Linked DNA regions of Macaca mulatta: region 1 is linked to region 2. A link is a contact called in public Hi-C data. All regions are on one chromosome and are shown on one strand. The core of a region is the stretch at or near the end of the contact, and the rest is flanking DNA. Distances in the headings are between cores, read along the strand shown.

Evidence for each region. A called contact is a pair of places that touch in the nucleus more often than the background predicts.
Region 1: a contact with region 2 is called in a Hi-C map of fetal cortical plate, with 2.6 times the contacts expected there. The contact joins the promoter of CDK5RAP3 here to the enhancer-like site in region 2. A contact is called at or near these places in 6 of 14 Hi-C or Micro-C datasets (blood, cortical neurons, fetal cortex germinal zone and 3 more).

The regions. Positions count from the first base shown.
Region 1 is chr16:62,052,866-62,056,195 of T2T-MMU8v2.0, forward strand. It overlaps CDK5RAP3 (CDK5 regulatory subunit associated protein 3), which reads right to left and starts at 1,955. Exons shown (of 14, transcript NM_001261645.1): 1 at 1,872-1,955; 2 at 1,616-1,661. The coding sequence starts at 1,877.
Region 2 is chr16:61,998,833-62,002,477 of T2T-MMU8v2.0, forward strand. No RefSeq gene overlaps it. Among named protein-coding and RNA genes, the nearest start is that of MIR152, 14 kb to the left of the region's middle. Within about 2 kb of position 1,414, at least 26 of the 40 cell types and tissues checked have an H3K27ac peak or open chromatin away from gene starts, as enhancers often do. A contact at or near this core is called in blood, cortical neurons and fetal cortical plate, where this site is marked.

The DNA.
Region 1 (3,330 bases), core at 705-3,204, 55 kb after region 2:
GAAAGAAAAATTATGTTGATGTCACAGAACTAGAAGCAATGGACTGGGGTAGTCAGATACCATCTTTTTTTTTTTTTTTTTTTTTTTTGGAGACAGAGTCTCGCTCTGCCGCCCAGGCTGGAGTGCAGTGGCGTGATCTTGGCTCACTGCAAGCTCCGCCTCCCGGGTTCACACCATTCTCCTGCCTCAGCCTCCCGAGTAGCTGGGACTACAGGCGCCCGCCACCTCGCCCGGCTAGTTTTTTTGTATTTTTTAGTAGAGACGGGGTTTCACTGTGTCAGCCAGGATGGTCTCGATCTCCTGACCTCGTGGTCCGCCCGTCTCGGCCTCCCAAAGTGCTGGGATTACAGGCTTGAGCCACCGCGCCCGGCCGTCAGATACCATCTTAAGGACAAGACTGGCATCAAATCCATGAATCCAATAAGCATTTTAAAATGCCAGGAGCTGTGATCAGACGAAGAGGCCTTCCCTGATTATGAACTGGGGAGGAAGCATGCAGGCCCCATACAGATAACCTGGAGATGGCCTGGACACTAAAAGGTCTTCATTTCCAACTGGGTCTTAGGTCTCTCTTCCTCCTAAAATCAAGTGGGAGGTGAAGATTTTTAAATGAGGGGTGTTTTTTTTTTTTTTTTTCTGGCCTAATGCAAAGGGCATGGACAGTGGGTCAGACAGACTTAAGTTCCAAATGTGCCACTTAGTGGTTGACTGCTTTTTTGTTTTTTGAGACGGAGTCTCCCTGTGTCGCTCGGGCTGGAGTGCAGTGGCCGGATCTCAGCTCACTGCAAGCTCCATCCACCTCCCAGGTTTACGCCATTGTCCTGCCTCAGCCTCCCGAGTAGCTGGGACTACAGGCGCCCGCCACCTCGCCCGGCTAGTTTTTTGTATTTTTTAGTAGAGACGGGGTTTCACCGTGTTAGCCAGGATGGTCTCGATCTCCTGACCTCCTGATCCGCCCGTCTCGGCCTCCCAAAGTGCTGGGATTACAGGCTTGAGCCACCGCGCCCGGCCGGTTGACTGTTTTTTGTTTTGAGATGGAGTTTCGCTCTTGCTGCCCAGGCTGGAGCACAATGGTGAGATCTCGGCTCACCGCAACATCTGCCTCCTGGGTTCAAGCGATTCTCCCGCCTCAGCCTCCCGAGTAGCTGGGATTACAGACATGTGCCACCAAGTCCGGCTAATTTTGTGTTTGTGTCTGTGTATTTTTAGTCATGGAGACATGGAGACAAGGTTTCTCCAGGTTGGTCAGGCTGGTCTCGAACTCCCGACCTCAGGTGATTCGCCAGCCTCGGCCTCCCAAAGTGCTGGGATTACAGGCATGAGCCACCGCGCCCGGCCATGGTTGACTGTTTTTAAAGCGAGTCATTTATCCTATCCCTGAATGATAGATAACATGTTATTAAAGGAGAAAACACAGGTCAAACAGACTCTACATATGGTTCCTTCCGGCTGCTCTCAGGGAAGCAGGTCTGGCCACACGTGGGGCGTAGAACGAAGCCAGTGGTCAGCACCTCGACCCCGGCTTTCAGGCGTCAGAGCTCCCAGCTGTTGGACACAGGGGGCAACGAACAGGCCTCCCCCCGACAGCCAGCTAAGCGGTGGCGCCCCCTCCTACCGAGCAGCTTGCTGGTCTGGATGTCGATGGGCACGTGCTGATGGTCCTGGAGGGAAACACGGTGGGGAGGGGGGCGTGAGCGCGGCTGGGAGGACGAGCCACTCGCGCGCTCATTTCACGGTCCCAACCACCACCCTGCAGGGCCAGAACAAGGCCAGAGCGATGGGCTGGGTTGAGCCGCGCCCGGAGGGAGACCGGGGACATAGGTTAGGGGTCCGCGGCCAGTTCCCAGCACACCCAGCTCCTGTCCCCACACCTCCATCTTTCCTCCACTTCCGCTTCAGGCCGGAGACTCTGGCCCGCCCCCGCCACCACCAATCCAGTGGCGTTATGGCCGAGCTTCAGTCTAGACACAAACGGGCTTCCTTCGGCCACGTCGCCGCCTTCCGTACAGCCTATCAGGGTATACGCTCCACTCAGGCCTCCAGCCCCGCCCACCCCAAGGCTCCAAAAGGCTGAGCTCGGGAGGGGCGGGAGAATGGAGACAGCCAATCGGAGACGCGAGGCGGGCTCACGGCCGGGGACTGGCGGGGGTGCGCTGCAGCGGCCGTGCGATTGAGGCAGGCGGCGCCCGAGAGCCCAGCTTGGCAGCAGCTTGCCCAGGCGGGCACTGGATCCTCTCCGTGCGGATTGAGGTGTCTGCTGGCGGGGTCCTAGCGCCGATCTGGGAGGCCGTTGCAAATGCCTTCTTCCCTTCTTGCGTCACTTTACCATCCAGAGCAGTGTACAGGTCTCTTGTGGCACTTGTCATGCTTTGCCTTCTCATTAAGTTTCTCAAGTAGACATGGTTGAGCACCTGCAACGTGTTGGGCGATTAGGGCAGGGAAGGGGAAGGAGGAGGATCAGTGAGACGTCCCAAAGAGAACACCTACATGGAGTCTAAACGAACAGCTGAAGATAGCTGGGTGATGTGGGAAGAGGAGTTTGCTGAAGATAGCTGGGTGATGTGGGAAGAGGAGTTTTAGATGGAGGAGACTACAGAGACACAGCTTAGGTGGCCACAAACTGCAAGAGGGGTGCAAGCAACAACAGGCAGGCTGGACGGGCAACGTAATTTGTGAGGTCCAGTGCAAAATGGAAATGCATGGCCCTTTGTTACAAAATGAAAAATTTCAAGATGAAGTCGACTCTGCGGGCAGGCCCGAGTGGCTGAGGAGAGGCTGTAAAGGTGGAAAGGTCATATCAAAGGGAGCCTCATTAAGGAACTTGGACTTCATCTCTTCAGACAGAGGAATCACAGAAGGGGTTTGAGGCAGGGAGGAACCTGTACAGATAGGCTGCTGGGATGATGAATGCATGGGAGATAAGACTGGGGGCAGGGAGGCTGGAAGGAGGTTGTTATCGAGGGATTATAGCCTGAGCTGGGACACAAGGTATAGGGAGGAAGGGGAAGGGCTGGATCTGAGGAATATTTAGGAGGAAAATGGATAGGACTTGGCAATATGATTGGCTGTTTAGGTGGAGGAGAGAGACACCAAGGATGACACCTAGGTGATTAGGTGGAAGCCACCACCTGAGACAGGAATGCAGGATGCTGAGCAGGTGTTGGGGAGGAGGGGGTCTAGCTTTGAACCTGGTCTGGCAATGCTGAGATACCCCCAGATGGAAAGTGTGCAGAAGGCACTTGGGTCTATAATTTTGGAGTTCAAAGGAGTTGTCGGGGCTGGAGATACAGCTTGGAGAGTCACAAGCTGGCTAATCTGTGGTCCGAATGG
Region 2 (3,645 bases), core at 164-2,663:
GCCTGTCTAGCGTTGCGTCCCGGGACAGCTCGTTTCCCTCGATCCTTTGCGGACTGCAGCTGGTGGCTCACGCTCCACCCTGGCCCCGCCCCTCGCGTGCGCTGAGCACTGTGGGAAGCCCCGCCCCAGGAAAGCATCCGCGATCTTATAGTGCCACCTGCAGGGACAGGCGGGAAACGCGCTCCCGCCGGGGCCGCCCCGCTGACTAACTCCGCCCCCAGGGCGGGCCAGACTCCAGCTCCTGGGCGTTACTCATTGGTTTCCGACACCGGCGACAGGACGTTGCCCTAGCAACCTGCACGCGTGACCCATCCTGCTAGTTCCGCGCCAGCGTGGGCACAGGAATTTCAGCGAGGGAGGGAAAGTGGCGAGACGTGGACGTTAATAGAAGTTGTCCCTGCGGTTTTCAAGTCCTACATTATAAAACTGTTTAAGATTGAACATTTATAACGGGCTTGACTACTTCTACAATTAGAGAAAATGATACAGTCATGTAAACATTTACATTGTAAGCGCTGGGTGCATAATCCATCCGAGTAAATAATGCAAAATGGCAACTCTTGGAAGGGGAGAAAAAAAGAGTATTCGGTTAAATTCCGTGGAGTTCAGGGGCTACTATGGCGACAAGAAAGGAGACATTTTCTAGAAGTATTTTGGCAAATACGCGGCCACACCCAGGGCTTGGCTCCCTCCACCACCCTTAAGCGACCGCAAGGAGGGACTGGGAAATGCGCTTCCTAGCAACGCGGTCGCGCCTGCCTCGGCCCTGCCATTCCAATGTAGCAGGGACGGGAATGGAAAGGGACAGGCAGGAGCCGGGCACTTCACACAAACTAGCTCACCGAATCCTGTGAATTACGCCATGCTCTCCCCATTTTACGGAGGGGAACACCGAGGCTCAGGTTGAAGTGTTTGGTGCAGTTTCCGCAGAGCGGGGCTCCGGATTGGGGAACTGCTGGGGACAGGTGGCTTTCTCGCGCATCCCTGCCCTAGGCTCATCCGAACCCCTGGCTCACACAGGAACCGTACTGGGTTAAAAGGAAGGAGCTGAGGGTGCATGGCAATGACGAGAGGCGACCAGAAAGGTGTCCTCGTCCGCGATGGCTGAGGGATTGCTGGGAGCGGCGCTGCTCCGAAGCAGCCGACGGACCCACGCCGCAGCGGAGAGGACAGCGCAGAGCGGGCTGCGCAGCACTGCCAGAGGAGCCGGGAGGGCCGGCAGGGAAGGGCGCTACCCCTTCCCGAGGACCCCGAGTTTGCAGGCCCAGCTTTCTGGGGGCTGAGGCAGAGACCCCGCTGGGGGTGGAGGGCCGCCGGCTGCTGTGCCCCCAGCTCCCACGTGGCGCCCGCAGCCCAGCAGAGCCGCCAGGATGACGAGCCTGGCCTGCCGCCCAGAGTCCTGCCCTCTGGCACCGGCTTCCTCCAGACGGCCTCATTAGCGCTGCCACAGGCCGGAGTCGGCGGGCGCGGAGGGGAGCGCGGGGGCCTGGTTTTCGGGAAGGGCGGCCGGCGGTTCCGGGTGGGAGGGCAGCCAGGGCCTGCCTTCCAGTCTCCTGCCATCCCTAGGGTCCCTCTGCATCTTTCTGCATTCCTCCACCCTCTTGCCCTCGTGGGCTATCCTGCCGGCCCCAAGTGTATAAGGGAAGGGGGCCTCAGGGTCTCTTCTTTCCTCCAGCAGAATGGGCACCAGGACACGTCTGAAACCCAGAACCCAGGAGCCAGGGCCCAGCCAGACGGCACGCACAGAAACACCGGCCCCTGGGCTCTGGCGCGGAATAGGACGCCAGCAACACGCAGACCCAACCCGGGGCGCAGAGGTAGCGCGGCCTGGCCCTGGGATCCCTTTTATACCACTTAGAGCCTCGCACGCCCCCTGCCTTCCGGCTATTGGCTGGCAGGAAGGCGGGGCTCGTCGGGTTGGCTGGCATCCAGGCGGTGATGGATGGCTCCCCGCTGGCGGGACCGCAGCCGGGCTGGGCGCTTTGCAGGACTGCAAAGATTGGCGGGGGTGGGGCCAGCTAGGCCTGGGTGTGGGTTGTAGGGGGGCGATGAGCAGGACACCGCCTGAGGCTCAAATTTTCTGTGCTCTTAACCACCCTTTGAAACTTTGCTGTATAGCGAAAAAAAACCCAAAAAACCAAAAAACCTTACCTCTAAATTCCTGCTAGATACCCTTTAACTTTGGAGGCCGATGCAGGTAATGTTGAATAATTTACCCAAAACAGTCTGGGCACAACCTTACAGACCTCCATTTCCTTCCAATTTGGGTCTCATTCATTCAATAATATTTGTTTGTTGATTCATTCTTTCAAATATTTGAGTGTTTGCCATGAGCCAGGCACTGGGGAAAGAAAGTGAGGGAGAGACTGACTAGACTCCGCAGTGGAGTGAGGGTGGAGGTTAAAAGGTAGGAAGTGATTTAAGAGATATTCGGAAGTAGAGATGCCTTTAAAAATCAAATGATGTTCTTTATCTTGATCTGAATATTAGTAAAAAGTCACAGACCGAGCGCAGTGGCTCATGCCTGTAATCCCAGCACTTTGGGAGGCTGAGGCGGGCGAATCACGAGGTCAGGAGTTCGAGATCAGCCTGACCAACATGGTGAAACCCAGTCTCTACTAAAAATACAAAAATTAGCCAGGCATGGTGGCAGGTGCCTATAATCCCAGCTACTGGGGAGGCTGAGGCAGGCGAATCGCTTGAAACCTGAAGGTGGAGGTTGCAGTGAGCTGAGATCTTACCATTGCACTCCAGCTCTGGCAACAAGAGTGAAACTCTGTCTCAAAAAAAAAAAAAAGAAAGTCACAGAGTTTACACTTAAGATATGTGCTCTTTCCTGTAGGTAAGTCATACTTCAATAAAAAAGAAAAATAAATTAACCGAATGGCTGACAAATTATATTCTAGCATCAATGTGTGTATGGTCCTCATCTGTTCCCTAATCTCTTCCTCATCTCTATCAACAGAAACTGGTAAACATGTTAGATGAGGTTCTAAATAAATGAGAGTGTGAGACACATGTAAATTTTATACTGCACATATAGATTAACGCCATTCCTCAAAATGGACCCTTTGGTAAGAAAAGCAATGTTAATAATAACAATAATAAAATAAACTATTTTGGAATGAATTTGTTCAGCAGACATTTATTAACAGGCTGTTCCAGGCCAGGCACCTTGCTGGGGATTGTCGGGAGCTTCTAAGATGAATTGGGAAACACAGTTCCTGACTCAAGGAGATTACAATTTGGCTGGGGACAAAGTCATGTATGCAGACAAGGAAATTATAAATATTCACAGAGAGGGGGGTTGGGGGGAGGGATAGCATTAGGAGATATACCTAATGTAAATGATGAGTTAATGGGTGCAGCACACCAACATGGCACATGTATACATATGTAACAAACCTGCACGTTGTGCACATGTACCCTAGAACTTAAAGTATAATAAAAATAAATAAATAAATATTCACAGAGGAAACAGTGTATTACATACCATGTAAAGAAGGAAGATGGGAAAGAGACACCCCAAAGGGAGCAGCAACATAAGCAAGGCCAGAGGTAAGGAATCTGCATTTAGGCTGGGTGCAGTGGCTCACACCTGTAACCCCAGCACTTAGGAAGGGCGAGACAGGCAGGTTGCCTGAG